2 separate regions of the Hordeum vulgare genome follow, and region 2 is linked to region 1. The links are chromatin contacts, called in public Hi-C maps. All regions are on one chromosome and are shown on one strand. Each heading gives the region's core, a stretch centred on a gene start, on an enhancer-like site or on the middle of the called end of the contact. The rest is flanking DNA. Distances are from core to core; before and after follow the strand shown. Region 1 holds the start of LOC123402168 (alpha/beta hydrolase domain-containing protein 17C-like). Region 2 holds the start of LOC123404754 (lycopene beta cyclase, chloroplastic).

Region 1 (6,249 bases), core at 356-2,855:
AAAATCGAAGGTGGCCAAGTCAACACTCGAGGAGCTCATTCAAAAAGAAGAAAAAAGAAAAAGAAAAAGTCAGCACTCGAGACTTTGACGCTGAGGTTTTTTACTAGGTACACTTACGGCGGGCCCGCGCTCAGGCACGGCCCGCTGGTCAGAGGAAGGGTGGGAATCCAGTTAACGGTGGGCTAGGCGATTAGCCCTGAGCGAAAGATAAGCATATATCTCCTCCTCTCGCCGGAAATAATGGCGTCCCCACCACCGGCCACGGGCCATGGCCCGGAGCTGCCTTCCCATCCTATCCAGCGCATCTCCTCCAAGGTTGTTGCTGGATCGGCCCCTCGACCTTTCCATAATTACGTGATCGATCAGCGTCGGGCTCCTCATTTTTTTCTTCTTTTTTTCTTTTCCTTTGTGGAAGAAAAGATAGATGTCTGGCCTTCTTATGGTTCATGAGAGCAACGGTGGTTGATACGGATGCATGTGAACCTTGATCTTTATATCATCATTATGGCTGGTACCAGGAAGAAGAGACGCGCTCACCTACGAACCAAAATAAAAGCAGTTCAATAGTACTTTCCTTGTCTCAAAATAATCGCCACATGTCAAACTAGCTTAAGGACCAGTTTTTTTTTGGATGTCTTACAAAAATTAGCTGCCATTTTTCAGCTTAAAAAATTTAAACAGCTCTTAAAATTTGTTGATGCTTCTAAATTAGTTATCTCATAACTAGTTCAGAAGCCCCAACAAATAAGAAAGACAGCTTATGAAAAAAGCCGAGGAGGATGCAACTTTTTCTTTATGCCATCAAAAAAACCGTCGGAAGTTGCTTAAGTTGGACTAACTATATGTGAAAAGAATGTGTTAAGACCTTCGAACCCAAATACACATATCATGAAAATATATTTATATATATAACCTGATTAATTTGATGTTCTTTATGTTAAAGTATTTTTAATAGACCTGATCAAACTAGTACATCATTTAATGTTTTATGATATTGTATGATACTACCTGCATAACACATAGTATCATATCTTGTTATCAGAGTGACCTCATTTGTTATTGTGCATGCTATACTATTATTATATCATTTAATAAGTATGATATTATAGTATAACATCATGATGCTCGATTTTTTAGGGGGAGCAAAAATGTCTAACTAACATGCATAATACTTACCTATTATACTCACATTCTAACCAATCTAAGCAATTTTGACGAGATATCAACTAAAGCACATATGATTGAGTATCTTATCATGACACTGTATCATAAAGATGCATGTTAAAAATTAAGATCATTTATAAGGTACTACTAATTTATGATACTATCCATTTCAAAAGGTCTAATTAGTGTGTGCCTATTAAATTACTACGCCGTACTGACTTCTTATTTTATAACCAACGGTGAAAAAATATAATGGTAAATATAATCCTAATAGCAATTTCAGTTTTGCAACACTCTTTTTTTTAGCAAGGATTTGTTGGGAATCAGTTGCAGTAACTCTCAGCAACCACCACACCACAGTTAGTCTACTCAACCCAGACCGGTAATCCCTGCCGTGCAAAACCGCAAGAGCTTAACCACCCAGCCCACAAATCCCTCCACACTCCTCCCCTCTTTCCCTTCCAGCGCAACGGAAACGCGCTCCTCCTCTACTACCCATCGTCGTCCCCCTCCTCTCTCGCCGTCTCCTCCCTCGCCCTCACCCGAGCCGCAGCCCTAGCCAGCCAGGCCTCCCCGCGGGGATGGGCGGCGTCACCTCGACGGTCGCGGCCCGCTTCGCCTTCTTCCCGCCCACCCCGCCGTCCTACGGCATCGAGCCCCTGCCGCCGCCCGATGCCGCCGGGGCGGCGGCGGCGGCGGGGCCGGGGGAGGCGAAAGGGAAGGAGGGCAGCGTCGTGGTGGAGCTCACGGGGGTGCCGCGGAGGGCCAACGTGGAGGCGCGGCGGCTGAGGACCAAGCGGGGCACGGATGTGGTCGCCATGTACGCGCGCCAGACCGGCGCCAAGCTCACGCTGCTCTACTCGCACGGCAACGCCGCCGACCTGGGCCAGATGTACGAGCTCTTCGTCGAGCTCAGCGCGCACCTCAACGTCAACCTCATGGGGTACGCACGCACGCACCCACGCACGCAAGCTGGATCGGGTTGGGTTAGACTTTAGATTCGGGCAACAGTCCTGGATCTCCCAGGCCGCGTTTCTCTGGGGATCAAAGCCACACTTTTTAGCGGGCTTTGGGGAAAGGAAGAGGTATTCCTCGGTGGAAATGTTCGGATTGCGGGTCAGTAGGAGGATGGTCGCATCTTGGATTGGACGAAAAATGCCAACTTCTCTTCTGGTATTGCGTGATTGGGTTAAGGCTTTGGTGTTGGATTTGCTAACGCTAGTCTAAATTAAACCAATTACAGTACTAATCTGCGTGTGGCTTGTTGGGTTGGATGGAAGTGTTCATTCTCATGTGTGCTAGTGCCTGGTTTCATGGAAGCATATGATGTGGTATTTGTCACTGATACGTCTGCTAATGGTGTCAAATCATTTTGTTCCTCCTCAAATTCTTACTTATGATTAGAATAAACTGCTACCGAATTGTGAGTTATTTTGTGGTTTTTGTAGATTGTTGGGAATGCCTGCTTTAAGTGGTTGCTAGAAGTATCTGGAATTTGTTCAGGCTTGGGTAGGAAGAAGGATATTTGGATTAAATGTGCCTGTCTGTGATTGGATAATCCATGATTCATGTGATTTACTGGAGGTGACCGAAGACTTAGTTCCTATTTTTGGCCAGAAATTGATGTATTTGTTCAGATTAGGTGTTACATACTAGATACTACCACTCTTAGAACATTTCACTAATAGAGTCTAGTGAGGAAAAAACAGGAAATCAATTCTTAATGAAGCTTTCCATGACATTATTATGCAGGCACACGTGTCTTGTCCACAGCTCTCTTAAAAAGCGTAAATGCCAAAATAATCGATCTATGTTGTTATCTTCCTACCGTAACACCCGTAACTGCTTTACAAGTATATCCATTTTTTGGGTTCAATTTCTTCTTTTGTTGGAGTTTTAGCCCGTTGCTTCCTATGCATTGGATGGAAAATATTAAGCCAGTTAAGTTTGAGTTTCTGATGAGAGAACCGTTGATTTATTCAGTTGATCTAGAAGCTCTAGTAAATTTAAAATTCTGTGGTTAGGAGTGATTGTCTTGTCCTTCACTGCTGTTATTAAACTAAAGCATTTTGTTCTTTACCTACCATGGTTATAACATTATCATATTTAGTTAATATTTGTGTTATATGTCTGCTCTGTGAACACACTTTTGTCTTTATGTGGCCACTAGTCTTAGCGCAAGGCATTTTAAAAATGTTGAGTGTTTACATTATTACTAACTATAATATAACTTCAACATCGCAGATGATTCCAGACATGACCGTTGTGGTTTCTATGCCCAGATTAGATAGAGTGAACACTGAACACTGTTGTGCCATTTACTGTATATGCCTAAATACCCTTGCTTTATTACGGTTTAAAAAATATATTCCCCCAGCACATGAAACTTGTGTTCTCGGGCTTAGCCGCTTTCTTCGCCCTCTTGGCTGCTGCTGTACTCAGCCAAGCTTTGCGCAGGACGGCACCATGCCTCCATGTTTGTGCTCGGCTGCAGCCCTATGTAGTTCCCATGGCTCTATAGCCACTCCGGGCCAACTTCTTTGTGACCTCTATTCGAGCTAGAGATTTTGTGAGGGAGGTATGGCGCCCTATTGAAGTTGAACTGTCGGGAATCTTCATTGTAATTAAGTTAGTCTAATTGCTGTTTTTGTTAGAGCGTTCCTGGAAATGTGTAAGAGGGAGGTGGAAAGTGTGGATGAACTACGATCGCTACAAACTCAGCGTTCCATAATTGCAAAGTTCATAAATAACATATAAGGCCACGTCTCAGCTGCCTCCCGTGCTAATTAGTAGTGATACAAGGCCTTCTATAAATGCAACATAGCTAACTGATCCTCCGGTTGCTTATTTTGTTATGTTATCTTCTGGGTTTCAATTTTTCCATGAAAGTGAAAAAATATATTGAGATGAGTAAAAACGGTAAGTGTCTAGAAGGAAAGGAAACTTTCAACACCGATACAAGCCACTATATTGATTAGTTTCCCAATTAATATGCCAATTTTTTATAGCATTTTCAGTCCTGTTCCTTGCCAGCTTACATGGCCGCGTGTTGCCACCACTCTTTCGTCATGCTGTGATATTAGTACCTTGGAAGATAGTGGTCGGACCCTTTCCCGGACCCTGCGCAAGCAGGAGCTACGTGCACCGGGCTGGCCCCCAATTAACAGGATGCATCTGATGAAGAAACCTATTTTCACAATGGAAATCACTGAATGAACCTCTCTTATGTCTCTTGGGATTATTTTGGCGAAACACTAACATATTTTTGTTCTTTCTTTCTTTGCAGCTATGACTACTCTGGTTATGGGCAATCTTCTGGAAAGGTACACAATTTTTTTTTGCTTCTATTCTCCTCGGTGTGCATAATACTAATCATTTACTTTTATCTATTGTGGCAGCCCAGTGAGCAAAACACATATGCTGATATAGAGGCTGTTTACAGATGTCTCATAGAAACCTACGCAGCCTCTGAGGAAAATATCATTCTTTATGGCCAATCGGTGGGGAGTGGTCCTACTTTGGATTTGGCCTCACGTTTGCCTCGTTTGAGAGCAGTTGTTGTACATAGTCCAATTTTGTCTGGCTTAAGAGTGATGTATCCTGTAAAACATACATACTGGTTTGACATATATAAGGTAACTAATTTACATTTCTTCAGTCCTTTTTTGTACTTACCTGCATCTGATCTGTCTTGTATCTGCAGAACATCGACAAAATTCCACTAGTCAGTTGCCCTGTTCTAGTGATTCATGTGAGTGCCCTTTCCTCCTTAATCTTATACACATTTTGACTTTATCTTCAGGGCATACGTGTTATCCGCCTAGACATTTTTTTTAGCGTTTTCATGCCCTTGTCTGCCCATTCATGCACGGGCACACATTTGCATTCTAGTAATGTTACGTAGGTGAACTTGTACATGAGGATATGTTGATTAGTTACTAGTGGAGAAAATACCAAGCAGGTGCAATTATCTAAGATGTCTACAAATGGCTATTTGGTTTTTTGATCACATAATAGGCGCACGGCAAAGTACAGTATCAACCATCAACTGTTGCCTTTGCGAATGGCTAAAATTTTGACTTTTGAGAACCTGCTAGCACTGATGTGAATATGAGGCAGCATAAGGCCATCACTGTATTTCTGGCGGAAGTCTCTATAACGGTAATGCAATCAAAAGTCTCCAGGTTCGCTGAGAAAAAGAAATGGTAACCGATATAGCATACTCTGTAAACACGTGACAATTATTCCATTATCTGGCATAGCTTTACCATGAGTTGAGTTTGTATACTACCCGTGGCATTGTTGCTTTAAAAATTATTCATAAATTTTACTATTTATTCTAGTCAAGATGTAGAACAAGAAAGATGATACAGTAGTATTCTTTTGTAGAAGACAGAAAGCTGATACTGAGTAACCGCAACGCCTCTCTGCACATTTTTGTGATACTAATACAATCTCTTTTTTCAGGGTACAGCTGATGAGGTCGTCGACTGTTCCCATGGGAGGGCATTGTGGGAACTCGCTAAAGTAAAGTACGAGCCTCTATGGGTCAAAGGAGGAAACCACTGTAATTTGGAGCTCTATCCAGAATACATCAAGCATCTAAAAAAGTTTGTTGGAGCCATAGAGAAACTGCCACCCCCAAATGATGAATCCCCAGAGAGCTCAGGTGCATCAGACCGTACCCAAACAGAGCCCGAAGGCACAGAGGAGCCGAGGAAAAGTGTAGACCATAGGGAGAAGACGAGGCCAAGCTTAGATCATAGAAAGAGCACAGACCGTCGAGATAAACCGAGGGGCAGTACAGATAGGAGGGACAAAAGCAGAAAGAGTGTAGATAATCCTGACAGACCACGAGCTAGCGTTGATCAGCCCGCCGATAGGCCAAGGAAAAGCGTTGACCGGTATGTTTTTACCCTTCATGACGTACCAGATAGTTTGTTTTCATGGCTTTCAGTTTGTAAGGTTGCTTGCAAGAAAACCTGCTTTCTGTTTGTTGTTGACTAATATGGTCGAACCGGTGTTTGTTTACAGCTTCGGAGGTATGATGAAGGCTGTCAGGTTGCGCAACATTGACTGTTTCAA
Region 2 (5,705 bases), core at 2,033-4,532, 190 kb after region 1:
TTGGCATGTCTCCAACCGACTTAATCATGTAACCTAGCTCTCCCCTGGGTACATATATAAGCCCAGGGGTTTAGTCTATAGAGGCCAACTTATTCGCCATAGGATTTAGAGCTTACACAACGATCTCGAGGTAGATCATCAACCTGTACTTGATACCCCATCATCAAAACAATCAAAGCAGGACATAGGGGTTTACCTCTTCGAGAGGGCGTGAACCTGGGTAAACACCGTCTCCCTACTTTCCTTGTTACCATTGATCTTAGATCCACAGCTCGGGACCCCCTACCCGAGATCCATCGATTTTAGCACCGACAACGGCCACCGAGGACGAAGAAGGAGAGAGGAGGTTGTGGCATCTCAAACGAGGGAGCAGTTGCCCGGCCTCCTATGCTTCAACGTCGGGCGGAGGATCTCGCGAAGGGAGGGAATGGAGCGAAGGGAGTGGGTGTAACGCCCCGAACACACCCGTCGTTCGTTACTTCTGGCGGGATCTAGAGTGGCCCCACATATCAATACTAGTCTTTTCTGCGCACTTTGTCCTCACTCATGCGCACCCGGGATCATCTTCCCGGTCGGTTACCCATCCTAGAACTACTCCAAGCCGAGCACGCTTAATGTGGGAGTTCTGTTCGAATGGGCTCCCGGAAAATAAGGAATTCCTTATTGATATGAGTAATCTATCATCCCTAATAAGCCAGGCTATCACATACACCACCAATTAGAGGAATCGACGTCCTCATCGGGCCACAGGAGCGTTCCCTCTTGGCACAAACGTCTGTGCATCCAGTCTGGTACATGTGCCATGTCGTGTGCCATAACGGGTCACAAACGTCATGAACAACATGACCGCACACCTGTCCGCAAACATCCGTGTAACCGCGAGGGTCGGCTCTGATACCAACTTCTAACGTCCCGGACACACCCGTCGGCGTTCGTTACTCCTGGCGGGATCTAGACTAGCCCCACATATCAATACTAGTCTTTTGTGCGCACCCGGGATAAACTTCCCAATCGGTCACTCATCCTAGAACTACTCCAAGCCGAGCACGCTTAAACTGGGAGTTCTGTTCGAATGGGCTCCCGAAAAAGAAGAAATTCCTTATTGATATGAGTAGTCTATCATCCCTAATAAGCCAGGCTATCACAGTGGGGTCATGCGTGGTTGCAGCCGTGGCTGAGCTCGGGTGGATGGGGATGCATGCGTGAAGGAGACACCCAACGCCGCCACCTCGTCCTAATCTGGCGAGGTCGCGCTGCCGCCACCGTTGACCGCCCCAACCAGCGACGAGGATGCAAGTGGGCTCATTGCGTTTTTTTGTTTTTAATTCGGGGATGTCTGTGTAAAATCTAAGGACCGGTTTGTAAATTCGGATTAAAATTGATCTGGCATGAAATGTTATGCCATGTAGGCAAAAAAGGGGCCCCAAATGTCATAAGCGTGCTCTTTTTCATGAATATGCACGAGAGTGCATATCATATACTCCCTCTGTTCCTAAATATTTGTTGTTAGGGACAACTAGACTAGTTCTCTCCAACAACAAGTATTATGGTACAGAGGGAGTATTAAAGAAGAAAGGCAAGGAAAGCCTCCACCCAAGTTTACAAGTGTGTCAATACAACACTATTCCTCGCTACGCACCCACCCCTCTACTCAACAAAAGAAAGGGCCCAACCTTCCTTTTAAGATGCATGTCGATGCCCACACCATACGTTCGAACACAACTCTCCGGATTAGTATCCCAATTGAAGGGGACGCCCCATCAAAAATGATGGCATTCTGGTGCTTCCACGGCTCCCGGGTTATAAGTGTGAAAATCGTGCGAAGTTGTTTTCGGCCCATGACATTGGTCCCTTGCTTGTCACACAACCACGACACGAGGGAGCTATCTGGAGTTGGGCCCCACTCCAGTATGTCCCTAGCCACGCAGATTGCCGTCCATACCGTCCTAGCAAACACATAGGTGAGCAGCACATGGTTGATCGTTTCCTCCTCCTGATCGCGAAACGGGCATGCATCTTGATGGGGCGGTCCACGTCGTGCCAGCCGATCTGAGGTCCAGCATGTATCCCTCAATGCCAACCTAGTAAAGAATTTAAACTACGATGAGGCCCGCGAATTCTACGTCAGCTCTGCCGTGGGTATAACTTGTCTTCCACAGAACTTGGCAGCATACACCGATTTCACAAAGAACTGCCCGCTAGCATCCCAAGACCAAGCGACCGTTCCGGCCTATTGTCCGTCGGCTCCCATACGGCTACCCGCTGTCATAATGAGAAAAACACCTGAGGAGCACCCGTTCCAAGGTTGGGGCCAATGTTCATTGCCTAGGACCCATCTTCCACAGCCGAGCGAACCGTTCGTGTGGACCTCGCTTTTTGTGGGATCAAGCCATATAGAGCGGGTGCGATCCCCCGAACCCTCATTCCGTCCAACCACCGGTCCTCCGAGAACATAGTTGTGAGGCCATCATGCGTTTCACACCGGTCAATCAATATTATTTACAAAAAGATTACAAGATATGGTGTTTTCTGTCAAACAAATGGAACGCAATGTTTTAGCCTTCAAAGTGATGGTTTTCTTCATGCAATTTACTTGAATGAAAGAGACCCGCTGTTTAGATAAAAGAAACCGCTGTTAGCTATCGCATGAATCAGCCCGTTAGTTCGAAACTCTTCAAATTGTCAAATCAAAGGTATCATTTCTGTTTTTTCTTTACTACCCCATCCGTTTCTAAATACAAATCTTTCTAGATATTCCACTACACACTACATAGAAAGCAAAATGAACGAGTCCACACTTTAAAATATATCTATATGTATTCATATATATTTCCTCCGTTCCTAAATATAAGTCTTTTAAGATATTTCACTAGTAGTATACATACGAAGCAAAATAAGTGAATCTACACTCTAAAGTATGTCTATATACATCCGTATGTAGTCCACTAATGAAACCTTTTTAAAGACTTATATTTAGGAACGGAGGAAGTGGTACGTAATGAAATTTCTAAGCCTTGTATTTAGGAACGGATAAAGTAGATGCCATTTTTGACTTATCACCTCTATTCCTAAATGTGGTGTGACCAATAGCGTAAACAATATTTTGAGAATTCAGTACGGCCTATCATGTCGATTTTGAGCTGCCGTCCGTACTCGTCCTGACACGGACTGGTCGCTTAGCCCAGCCACTGCCGAACCAACACGCACGTAGAAGTATTTCTGAGATCCTCCTCTTGGGCTCTATCAGCACACGGCTCCGACGGGTTTTGGAGGGTTTGCAGAGAGACGATCATATCCATGTGTATTTTGTGCTGGCGGCTGCGGAACCGATGGATTATGTTTCCCCTCCACCCCTTTGTCCCTACGCTCGCACCACCTTCACAGGATCTACCCGGTGGAATCCGGCCACGGACGGCAGGGAGTGGTGGCTCCCTCCACCACACCACTCCGCCCTCAGCTCACCTCTCTCGCCCGGTTGCCCCCACTCTACAATAAGTAGCTTATCGCCTCAGGATTACACGGCCACGCCGCGGCAGCGAATCCCCACCTCCCATGGCCACCACCGCCCTCCTCCTCCGCGCCCACCACGCCTGCCGTCCGCCGCCGGCCGCGCGGCCCGCGCCGCCGGGGCGCGCGGCGATCGTGTGCAGGGCCGCGTCGGCGTCCGCGGGGCAGGCGCTGCGCTCGATGGCCCCGCCGCCGCGGCCCGAGCTGCTCTCCCTCGACCTGCCCCGCTACGACCCGGCGCGCTCCCGGCCCGTCGACCTCGCCGTGGTGGGCGGCGGGCCCGCGGGGCTCGCCGTGGCGCAGCGCGTCGCCGAGGCGGGCCTCTCCGTCGTCTCCATCGACCCCTCCCCGGGCCTCGTCTGGCCCAACAACTACGGCGTCTGGGTCGACGAGTTCGAGGCCATGGGCCTCTCCGACTGCCTCGACACCGTCTGGCCCTCCGCCTCCGTCTTCATCGACGACCACACCTCCAAGTCGCTCCACCGCCCCTACGCCCGCGTCGCGCGCCGCAAGCTCAAGTCCACCATGATGGACCGCTGCGTCGCCCACGGCGTCCGCTTCCACCAGGCCAAGGTCGTCAAGGTCGTCCACAACGAGGCATCCTCCCTCATCGTCTGCGACGACGGCGTCGCCGTCCCGGCCACCGTCGTCCTCGACGCCACCGGCTTCTCCCGCTGCCTCGTGCAGTACGACAAGCCATACAACCCCGGATACCAGGTCGCCTACGGCATCCTCGCCGAGGTCGACGAGCACCCATTCGACATCGACAAGATGCTCTTCATGGACTGGCGCGACTCACACCTCCCCGAGGGGTCCGCGATCAAGGACCGCAACAGCCGCGTGCCCACCTTCCTCTACGCCATGCCATTCTCGCCCACCAGGATCTTCCTCGAGGAGACGTCGCTGGTCGCGCGCCCGGGGCTATCCATGGACGACATCCAGGAGCGCATGGCCGCGCGGCTGAGGCACCTGGGAATTCGCATCAGGAGCGTCGAGGAGGACGAGCGCTGCGTGATCCCCATGGGCGGGCCGCTGCCCGTGCTGCCGCAGAGGGTGGTCGGCATCGGCGGCACGGCCGGGATGGTGCATCCATCCACAGGGTACATGGTGGCGCGCACACTGGCGACCGCGCCCATCGTGGCAGACTCCATCGTGCGGTTTCTAGACACCGGAAACGGCGGCATCGCCGGGGACGCGCTCGCCGCCCAGGTGTGGAAGGAGCTGTGGCCCACGGACAGGCGGAGGCAGAGGGAATTCTTCTGCTTCGGCATGGACGTCCTGCTCAAGCTCGACCTCCAAGGTACACGACGCTTCTTCAACGCATTCTTCGACCTCGAGCCGCACTACTGGCACGGCTTCCTCTCGTCGAGGCTGTTCCTGCCTGAGCTCCTCATGTTCGGGCTCTCGCTGTTCGCGCACGCCTCAACCACGTCCAAGCTGGAGATCATGGCCAAGGGCACCGTGCCCCTTGCCAAGATGGTCGGCAACTTGATACAGGACAAGAATAGGTGATAACTTTAGAGGGTATGTACCTGCATTTCTCATCTCAAGATCTTCATGGGGTCTTTGATTTTGGCATAGCTTTTCTCCAATGTATATCTATGATTGGCAACGAGGATTTAAATAGCACTGCTAGCAACAGCAGCTTAGGACCTCCAGGGAGATGTAACAATTCTTGCTGCTGCTACGTTATTGAGATGTATAGTTCATACTGAGGTATCGCTCCATGTATTATATGTCATGATGGGCAAACACGGATCAAAGTTTTCCCGTAAATTACTTAAAAAAGAATTTGCATAACATAGAAATTTTCACCTATACAATAAGAACATGATGTAGAATGGAACACGGTGCCAAGTAAAAGGTATGTACTTGTTTGACATCCAACAAAGTTATCCTGTTGCATTAACATTTCTTTTCTCTACCCCGACTAACATGCTGTACACACCGTTGATTTGAGAACACAGTTTAACTGTGAAGTAGACTTCCCCGGACAAAAAAAGTGAGAAGAATGAGCATAATTGGACAATGTAAATACCAAAATTATCTCCTCAAATTCGTTTGATCCTCAACCGCCGTCTGAACAACTCATGTATCCAGTTCATATGCAGTCACTCAATTCTTGTATTTGACCCTCAGACCACCTTTTCACTTTTGCCATTGTAGAAAGTGCTCAGAAGGAAATGTCTCTCGCATCT

What was found. A called contact is a pair of places that touch in the nucleus more often than the background predicts.
Region 2: a contact with region 1 is called in a Hi-C map of seedling, with 6 times the contacts expected there. The contact joins the promoter of LOC123404754 here to the promoter of LOC123402168 in region 1. A contact is called at or near these places in 5 of 6 Hi-C or Micro-C datasets (leaf and seedling).

The regions. Positions count from the first base shown.
Region 1 is chr6H:161,751,224-161,757,472 of MorexV3_pseudomolecules_assembly, forward strand. LOC123402168 (alpha/beta hydrolase domain-containing protein 17C-like) reads left to right here and starts at 1,606. Exons shown (of 6, transcript XM_045096046.1): 1 at 1,606-2,107; 2 at 4,451-4,487; 3 at 4,563-4,799; 4 at 4,868-4,915; 5 at 5,632-6,068; 6 at 6,199-6,249. The coding sequence starts at 1,746.
Region 2 is chr6H:161,936,475-161,942,179 of MorexV3_pseudomolecules_assembly, forward strand. It overlaps LOC123404754 (lycopene beta cyclase, chloroplastic), which reads left to right and starts at 3,283. Exons shown (of 1, transcript XM_045098698.1): 1 at 3,283-5,283. The coding sequence starts at 3,553. The coding sequence ends at 5,019. LOC123404753 (protein STRUBBELIG-RECEPTOR FAMILY 8-like) reads right to left here. Exons shown (of 16, transcript XM_045098697.1): 16 at 5,366-5,705. The coding sequence ends at 5,681.